3 separate regions of the Mus musculus genome follow, and regions 1 and 3 are each linked to region 2. The links are chromatin contacts, called in public HiChIP or PLAC-seq maps. All regions are on one chromosome and are shown on one strand. The core of a region is the stretch at or near the end of the contact, and the rest is flanking DNA. Distances in the headings are between cores, read along the strand shown.

Region 1 (2,938 bases), core at 134-2,633, 140 kb after region 2:
GACTAGGGAGAGCTCCAGGTTTAAGGAGAGACCTTGTCTTAAAATCAGGTAGAGGGGCTAGAGAGATGGCTCAGCTGTTAAGAGCTGATACACATACATACATACATACATACATACATACATACATACATACATTCATTCATTCATGTAGGCGAAGCAGTCTTACACTAGGTAAAATTAAACAGCCCCCCCTCACTCCCCCACCCTGTGAAAACATTAAAGAAAACAAGAGCTGGAAAGATGGCTAAGCAGTTAAAAGCACTTGTTCCACATGCAGAGCACCTGGGTTTGTTTCTAGCACTGACATACATGGTGATTCTTAACTGTAACTCTAGCTTCAGGGGATCCAATGACTCTGAACATGAATATATATGTGTGGAGGGGGGAGAGGAGTGGGAGGGGGAGGGAAAATAGTAAGAAAAAAACGTCAAGCTCTTGGTAGCCATGTGTTTAAGTTTCTCTCTTCTTCAAGGTTGTGATCCCTTTGTTATGCCTTGATTTATATGTAGCTTTAAGATAGGTCATTCTTTTCATTACAGTCCCCCCCCCCCACAGTGTCACTTAGATTTTGTTATTTGAAGCAATGTCTTATAGCCCAGGCTAGCTTTGAACTTCCTATGTAGCCAAGGATAAGCTTGACTTAATTTCCCCTCAGCCTCAAGCAGGAATAGACACTCGTTTATATTTACAACTATTAGGTTAATTTATTGGTTATCTGACTTCCTGCCTGGAATGGAAGCCCTTTGAGAGATTTTTTTGGTACCTCTTAAGTAACATTATTATGTATTAATTTTAAAAATACCCTCTTTGGACATCGGGGGGCGAGCCTCTACTACATAGAGAGCTACAGGAAACCCTGTCAACAAAATAACAAAAACAAAACAAAAAAACATTAAAAGTACTCTAGCTGTAAAGTCAGATCTCATGCTACTGTATAGCATTACACTGTATATTATTACAAATACGGGATGGGCTTGACCGTAAACAAGAGCATAAGAAAGAAAGACTTCTGAACACTGCTAAGGGAGCAAGTGAATACTTCCCAGGCCCCCAAATGCTCTGCCCTGCTGATCTTTCCCTCCGGAAGCGCTTACGCGCGCCGGCGCGAGTGCGCATGCGCGGCCCGCTGGGGTCGCTCGGGGCCGGGCGTGAAACCGAGCGATGTGAGAGGAAGGTTCCGCCTCCAGGCCTGCGCGCCTTCGGGATTCCCGTCGGAACGAATTCCTGTTCCCTCCTCTTCCCAACACCCCCCCAACAATCCCTCGCCAAGCACACATCCTCCACCCCCCTCCCCACGCCTGCTGCGCGCGCCCGGTGGGCGTGGGAGGGGGCGTGGAAACAGAGAGGGGGCGGGCGTAGCGGGAGGGGAGGAGCGAACCGGAGAGCGTCGTCCTGAGGAGGAGTGAGAGCGGCAAAATGGCGGACCGCTTCTCCCGCTTCAACGAGGACCGAGACTTTCAGGTAAACACGGGCGTCGCCGAGGACCACCCACGCCCCCGGAGGGCTCGCCGCGAGCCCGGGGCCGCCTCCCTCCCGGCCTCCTGGCTCTCCTTCCTTCTGCTCTCCGCTCCACCTTGCAAGCCGGCTCTCGCCCCTTCCTGCCTCTCATTTCTCCAGGGGCCTCCGGGGCTGAGATGAGGCCGCGTCCCCGGCTTCATCCCTATTCACGCCGCTTCTTCGGCTCGGCTTTCCTCCTATTTTGCTCCTGGCTTCCCGCTCCGCAGCCGGGCGCTTTGTGGGGGTTGCGCTTTGCTTGTCTCGGGGCCTGTGCAGGCGCAGGGCCGGCCCGGCCCCCGGGGGAGAGGGCTGGGGCGGGGAAGGCTTGGGCCAGCGGTTTTCAGGCCGGGGCTATGGAAGCCTTGGCTTTTGCTCGCCCCGATCATCCTGGGGATCGCCTCTCCGTTTTCCCATTGTGACAAACAAGCCCTTTATCGACTGTCTAACCTAGTCTTCCCCCTGGTAAAGGGCGCCCTTTCTTATCAAAGACGCCTTTTTTGTTGAGGCGAGCCATTGAGCTTTCTCTGGGCATAAATAACTGCTGTTGTTTACAGGCCGTTAATTGGGTTGGGGACAGTAAGGTATAGGTCTGTGGACTGGCGTAAACTTAACTTCGAGACCTACCAAGATTTGTAAAGAAGCATAATTATGGCCTTTCCAAGCGGGAGTAAATTCGTTCCTAAACCTTGATTTTTTTTTTTTTTCTTTCTTCGTTTGCAAATGTTGATCTGGGAAAGATGTCCGTGGGGTGGCAGGCATTAAAGAAAAAAACAACAAAAACAAAACAAAACAAAAAAACAAACAACAAAGGCCGAATTAGAATCATTAGGCTTTTAGATATTGAAATTGTTACTGCAGGCATAGTTGGGAGACAATAAGGGATTTAGTAGCCTTTGGTTATTTCTAGGTAAAATACATCCTCAGTTGCAAATCACTGCATTACTACCGCATCTCCTGGCAACAGCAATTTAGGTCAAGGGATGAGCCTCCGAACTCGAGTTTTTGTATTCCTTTCAGCTTCCTCAACGCACCTCTAGCTGTGTCAGAAGGCAATTTGAAGGGTTTGAATTCTTGGAGATGATTGGGTTGATAGACAAAGCAATTTCAACTGGTTTAAAATCAACACTGTTAAATAGTCTTAGGTGTAGAACGCTATGGGAAGTTTTGCAGCAGTAAGGGATTTGGGAGTTGCTGAAAATGCCTTGTGGTCATGTGCCTGCCGCAGAAACTGCAGCCCAGCACAGCATCTTAAGGTGTTTTAAGGATTTATCTCAGGTCTTCCAAAGTTTGAGGTGGACATTTGATACCCGAGAAGGAAGGCAGGCTTATCTTTCTTTTCTTTCTCCCTATATCAAGCCCTATGAAGCAGGTATAAAGTATATACGCTTTATTACTATTTTTTGTTAATTTAAAATTATTTAGGAGACAGTAGATGACGAAA
Region 2 (2,985 bases), core at 248-2,747:
AACAAACATGCAGGCAAAACACCCATACACTTAGAATTATGTCACTAAAGTGTCGTTATTTCTATTATTTCTTTAAATACCTATTCCCATTGGACTGTTTGGTCCCATAGGGAACACAGATCTTTGAGCCACTCATCTTTGAATTGTCAGTCTGTAACAGTGTTGTGGTGAATGTATTCAGTAAGTATCCAGTGAAGCAAGCAGTCAGAGTAAAGGCCCCTGCACAGCCTCCTCCTCCTCCTCCTCTGTAGTTTGAGTCTAGCCCACCTCAGGCCAGAGCTGGCATTCTGCTGGTAGAGTTCTGTCCCCTCTTAGGTTCTCTCTCATGGTGTGTCATTTCCTTACCCATATATATATATGTCATTGATGTTTTGCCTGCATGTTTGTCTGTGTGAGGGTGCCAGATCCCCTGAACTGGGTCCCTGGAAGAGCAGCCAGTGCTCTTATCAGCTGAGCCATCGCTCCAGTTTCCTTATCTTTTAATCGAACATAAAGGCATCTCCTCGCTGGGTTGTTGGGAAGATGGCAACAGATACTTCATGGGAACCTCTTAGCACCGTCCCTGGCAGAGGACAGAACTTGTTTCTTGGGTTGGCTGTCATGTGTCTACAGTCATTTGGGAAGAGGGGAATTTAGAGAACGACCTCCTATAAGATTGGCCTGTGGGACATTGTCTTGATTAGTGATTGTTGTGGGAGAGCCCAACTTATTGTGGCTGGTGCCACCCCTGGGCAGGTGTCTCCTAGATGGTGGAAGAAAGCAATCTGAGCAAGGCAAGAGGAGCAAGCCATTAAACAGCAATCTTCCAAGGCTCCTGCTTCCAGGTTCGAGCCTTGAGTTCCTGTGACTTCCCCTTAGTAATGGGGCGTGACCTGAGAGTGGAAGCTGAAATAAACCTTTTCTCTCCTAGTTGCTTTGGCCATGGTGTCTTATCTCAACAGAAACTCTAAGACAGTCCTCAAAGGTATACCTGTGGAAACACGGAAGCAATAATTAAAAGCAATGACTCCGAGGCTGCATGTTTAACTGTTGAGAACCTGCTATGTGTCTCTGTACAGAAATGAGTCAGAGAACGTTTTCTGAAATTTGGGTTTTCAGGGAAGGCGGCTTGGAATGGCAGTGAAGGTGGTATTCCGGAACACAAGACTCAGTGGGGCATCCTGGCTTCACATTCCACAAGAACCTGCCGGGCGCAGAGCAGAACTGCTGGAATCCGTGGTGAGCAGTCCTCTGAGCTCTCTGTCACGTGTCTGACAATGACACTGAATCCGATCGTTGCCAACTATAACGAACCGGTTCAAAACTCACCTGCCGGTGTTCCTGGGTGCCCATGCGACCACGCTTACACCGAGAAGCGCTAGCTGCGAGGACATAAAGATACCTCAAACCGCGGATCACAGCCCGGCGCGCAGGGGTGGAGGATCCCTCTCCGGGCATGCGCGCTGGCCCAGTGGCGCGGCCCGACAGGCACTGCGGTAGGCACCCTCGGGTCCGGCAGGACCCTGTCCCCAGCATGGCGGCGCCCAGCGAAGTGGCCGCGGCAGTCCTCGGTGAAGGCGATGGCGGGGCTTTTGGATCCTGGCTTGACGGACGGTTGGAGGCGCTGGGAGTGGACCGAGCCGTTTACGCCGCTTACATCCTTGGCGTCCTACAGGAGGAGGAGGAGGAAGAGAAGCTGGACGCCCTGCAGGGTATCCTCTCTGCTTTCCTGGTGAGTAGAGTAGTCGGGACACATCCTATCAACCTCACGGAGAAATCTGGGAACCTCTTTCGTTACTTCACATCTCTCTTTCCTTTTGCTGTCACGAAGGCTTAGTGGTTTTACCGGAAAGAAGCATAACTGAGGGAGAAGTGGGCTGCTGCTCCCTCGCCAGATTTTGGGTTGCAGGTGTACAGAGAGGATGGGATCCCCATATTCCGGGCAACAAGGCTCCCTGGGTGCCTTTGGATGTGCTAGAGAGTATCCTGAAGCCATTAAGATGTGTAAATGGCAGTTCGATCATAAACGTCTAATAGTTCCATTTCTATGGTTTGCGATGTTTAGAGTGGGGAGTAAAATGTTTTTGAGATGTCTGCCCATTAGCGGGTAGTCTCAGGGCTGTCCCATGACAAAAGCCTGTGGGAAGTTCCCTTTTGGCTCCAATTTCAGTAGAGTCCTCAATTGGTAAGGTAATGGAGATCTTTTCACGATAAGCAACCTTGGGAAATTCAGTAATTATTAATGTGTGTTGGGTGGGGCGGTACCCTGTGATGAAGACAAACTGGAAACAGATAAGGTATTTGTATGGAATGGTGGCTGGTGCACATCTTTAGTCCTAGCACTCAGGAGGCTGATCTCTGTGATTTTCAAGGCCATCGTGGTCTACACAGAGAAACCCTTTTTTGTTGAAAAAACAAAACAACCAAAAAGAAGCAGGTTCGTGGGTGGGGCACAAACCTTTAATCCCAGCTCTCAGGAGGCAGAGACTGGCCTTTGTGGTCTACGCAGTGAGTTCCTGGACAGCCGGGGCACAGAGAAACCCTGTCTCAAATACTCAAATGCAGATTCGTCACAGTATGCTGTGATGTGATGCGTGATTATAATCCCAGCCCTGCAGAGGTCAGCAAGTGGGTGGCCAACTTTGGGCTTGCCAAGTGAGACCCTGGCAAACCAGACCAAGGAGACTCACTAATTTAGAAATTTGTAATTTAAAGCTGTATTTATGTATCAGAGGCGATCAAGACACCCACTTTTCTAATCTGATATTTGTGCGGTGTTCATCCCTCCCCGTTCCACTCCCAACAGAAACAGTTAGATTATATGCATAGATTAGATTCCCTACCTCTCTTGCCCTGAGATTGTCCTGTAGAGACTTCCTTTTTAATATAATTGAGTTGGGGGCTGGAAAGATGGCTCAGTAGTTGAGAGCACTTGTTGCTCTTACATAGGACCTGAGTTCCATTTCCAGACCCTACACAGTGGCTCACAACCATCTGTAGTTCTAG
Region 3 (2,855 bases), core at 47-2,546, 250 kb before region 2:
GTCCTCTCTGGCAGCGTCCCGCCCACCCCCACTTCTACCATTGGTTATTCTGGCATCTCAGTTTTAGGTAGGGATAATCAGGGAATCAAATGGACAGTGGGAGGTCGGCGGTGGGAGTGTGAACTGGGAGGAGTCTTGCAGGCAAAAAGAATGAGTCTGGAGTGTTGTTGTTTATCGTGGCCAGAGGCCTCAGAAAGACACAGCCCTCCTCCTCGGATAAAGGAGGGTGAAGGAGGAACACAGCTTGAGCTGGGACTCACAGAATATGACAAATATGTTGATGGAAGCAGACACATTTCAGTTTATGCAACCTAAACATTTTCCTGCACTAGAAGAACGTGATGGGGTAAGAGTTAGGGGGGTCCCCTAAGGGGCTAGGAGAGATCAACCCCCCTCTTTCTGGGGAGTGCTAGAAAACGCAGAACCACCTAGGACTGGTTAACACTAAGAGATGACATGGGAGGGGTACTTCATTTTCTCAGGGTCCGTATTTCCCACTTGTCTAGCTAGTAGCTCAGATCAGAAAAGGCCTCATGGAAGAGGCCACAGGTAGAGGCAGCCTAGAAGATATCCCCTGGGGCAGTGGAAAAGAAGGGGCTGAAGACGCTGCCACCTGGGAGAGAATGCCCCTGAAGTAGTTAGAATCAGATAAAAAGTCAGGCTGCTATTAGAATTCAGAGATTCCCTCTGGGCACCCTAAAAGCAAAGGATCCAGACGGGTTATCTGGATGCTAGGCCTGGGTGCCTATGGAACGCCCCTCCCCAGTATTCCTTCCAGGCTTTAGCCCTCATCCTCTTTCTTGTTCTACTCTCTTGTTCCTCACTCTGTAACCCTCCACCCCCTGCAACATCTCTTTGTCCCCTGCAGACAGGGGGCAATGTTGCATCCTTCGACCTCCTGCAGGTGGTGGTCCTTTGCCCCTCTGTCACGATTTTCCTCGGAACTGACCCACGGAACATCTATCTCAATGCCACGCTGAGCTCTCTGCCTCTCCTTGTGGCTCCTCCTTCCGCTTGCCCTTTGGTCCTACTCATTCCTGACTCTAGCCCCTTCCCCATTCTGAGCCTCAATCTCCAGCTCCCTCCGTGATGCCCACCACTCTCATAGCCCCGCCCCTCCCTGCCCCTCCCACCTTGAGGCTTCCGCGGCCCAATTAGGCGCCTGCCCCGCCCGCAGCCCCACCCCTCGCCCTCTCCGAGCCCCGCGGAGCGGGTGGGCGGGGCCCAACGGAGGAGGCAGTGGCCCCAGCCAGGGAAGGCGGGAGGAGCTAGGCGCTAGGCGGGAGGCCGCGTTCAGTCGGGCAGCGCAGCGGGAGGGAAGCACGAGGCCGGAGCCGGCTGCTGGGCTCCGCAGCGCAAGCAGCGCAGCGCGGCGCCCGGGCCCCGGCCCCATGCCCGCAGCCCCGCCGGACCGCCCTTGAGCGCGGGCGTCGCGCCCGCGCCCCTTACCCGCCGGCATCATTGCCCCGACGGCGCGGCCGGGTGGCCCGGCTCTCCCAAGGCTCCGCGCCGGCCGGAAGACCCTGCTGGCTGCCGCCGCGGGCGTGGTGATGCTGCTCGTGCTGGTGGTGCTCATCCCGGTGCTGGTGAGCTCCGGCGGCCCGGACGGCCACTATGAGATGCTGGGCACCTGCCGCATGGTGTGCGACCCCTATCCCGCGCGGGGCCCCGGCGCCGGCGCGCGGTCCGACGGCGGCGACGCTCTGAGCGAGCAGAGCGGTGCGCCTCCGCCCTCCACGCTGGTGCAGGGCCCCCAGGGGAAGCCGGGCCGCACGGGCAAGCCGGGCCCTCCGGGGCCTCCAGGAGACCGGGGCCCTCCAGGTCCTGTGGGGCCGCCTGGGGAGAAGGGTGAACCAGGCAAGCCTGGTCCTCCTGGCCTGCCGGGTTCGGGAGGCAGCGGCGCCATCAGCACGGCCACCTATACCACGGTGCCACGCGTGGCCTTCTACGCCGGCCTCAAGAACCCTCATGAGGGTTACGAGGTGCTCAAGTTTGACGACGTGGTCACCAACCTAGGCAACAACTACGATGCGGCCAGCGGCAAGTTTACATGCAACATTCCTGGCACCTACTTTTTCACCTACCACGTCCTCATGCGCGGCGGCGACGGCACCAGTATGTGGGCAGACCTCTGCAAGAACGGCCAGGTGGGCCATGAGGGGGCGTGGGGCTGACCTGGGGGCAGGGCTCCCAGGGAGCCCCCAGGAGAATGCGTATTGGATCAGAGTCGACAGGCACACCGGGCAGGCGTAGGTGGAGACCCTAAAGCGGCCCCCTTAACTATCATGTGAAGAATGGTTGTAATTAGCGGGCACCCCTGAGTCTTCAACCCTTGGGCTTGAGCTCTTAAGGGAGAGGCTACAGGGCACCCGCGGAGTGGAAATGCGTAAAGATAAATCCAACTAGTCAGATCACAGGGCTCTAGGGCGCACGAACTGGTCCGTAGGGGTTTGGCCCGTGGGAGACTGATTCAGGCTGATTTCTCTTGAGAGCTAAGATTCAAGCTGACGCCGACTGGCTTTAAGGGAACAGCAAGGATGCTCTAGGGCAAGGATAAGGAGAAGCAGTCTCCGCGCCGGAGGGCGCTAAGACGAGTGGCTGTGCGCTCAGGAGAAGAAGGAGGAGGGCTGCAGGAAATGTTTTGCGCACAAAGGCAGAGGGAGTTCGTTGCCCAATAGCCTTAACTGCAGTACATCCCTGGCCCTAGAGAAGGGACCATCGAGCTGAACGAACACCCTTTGCAACCCCCCTGGAATGCTCCACCTTTTCCCAGAGTAACAGAGCTATCCTGCGCCTCCCGGGAAAAAGTTTCCTCTAGAGGCGGGGCGGAGTGATGGAAACTCCCCTCCTTAAAG

Evidence for each region. HiChIP or PLAC-seq counts read pairs in DNA pulled down with a chosen protein or histone mark.
Region 1: an H3K27ac HiChIP or PLAC-seq map of embryonic stem cells shows a contact between it and region 2, with 11 read pairs. The contact joins the promoter of Gpatch8 here to the promoter of Ccdc43 in region 2. A contact is called at or near these places in 5 of 39 promoter capture datasets (the 3T3-L1 cell line, cranial neural crest, frontonasal cranial neural crest and 2 more), 1 of 15 datasets of contacts at CTCF or cohesin (the NIH/3T3 cell line), 4 of 484 Hi-C or Micro-C datasets (the G1E-ER4 cell line, female germline stem cells, muscle stem cells and 1 more), 18 of 115 datasets of contacts at active chromatin or transcription factors (the SCID.adh cell line, bone marrow-derived macrophages, craniofacial prominence and 12 more) and 2 of 9 other capture datasets (adipose tissue and pancreatic islet).
Region 3: a contact with region 2 is called in an HNF4G HiChIP or PLAC-seq map of pancreatic cancer cells. The contact joins the promoter of C1ql1 here to the promoter of Ccdc43 in region 2. A contact is called at or near these places in 1 of 39 promoter capture datasets (neural stem cells), 2 of 484 Hi-C or Micro-C datasets (embryonic stem cells and granulocyte-monocyte progenitors), 4 of 115 datasets of contacts at active chromatin or transcription factors (the SCID.adh cell line, embryonic stem cells and pancreatic cancer cells) and 2 of 9 other capture datasets (adipose tissue and pancreatic islet).

What each region holds. Positions count from the first base shown.
Region 1 is chr11:102,554,603-102,557,540 of GRCm38.p6, reverse strand. It overlaps Gpatch8 (G patch domain containing 8), which reads left to right and starts at 1,383. Exons shown (of 8, transcript NM_001159492.1): 1 at 1,383-1,461. The coding sequence starts at 1,417.
Region 2 is chr11:102,696,237-102,699,221 of GRCm38.p6, reverse strand. Ccdc43 (coiled-coil domain containing 43) reads left to right here and starts at 1,497. Exons shown (of 5, transcript NM_025918.3): 1 at 1,497-1,711. The coding sequence starts at 1,514. It overlaps Gm34392 (a long non-coding RNA gene), which reads right to left and starts at 1,443. Exons shown (of 2, transcript XR_389053.1): 1 at 1,382-1,443; 2 at 1,008-1,282.
Region 3 is chr11:102,945,157-102,948,011 of GRCm38.p6, reverse strand. It overlaps C1ql1 (complement component 1, q subcomponent-like 1), which reads left to right and starts at 1,296. Exons shown (of 2, transcript NM_011795.3): 1 at 1,296-2,147. The coding sequence starts at 1,551.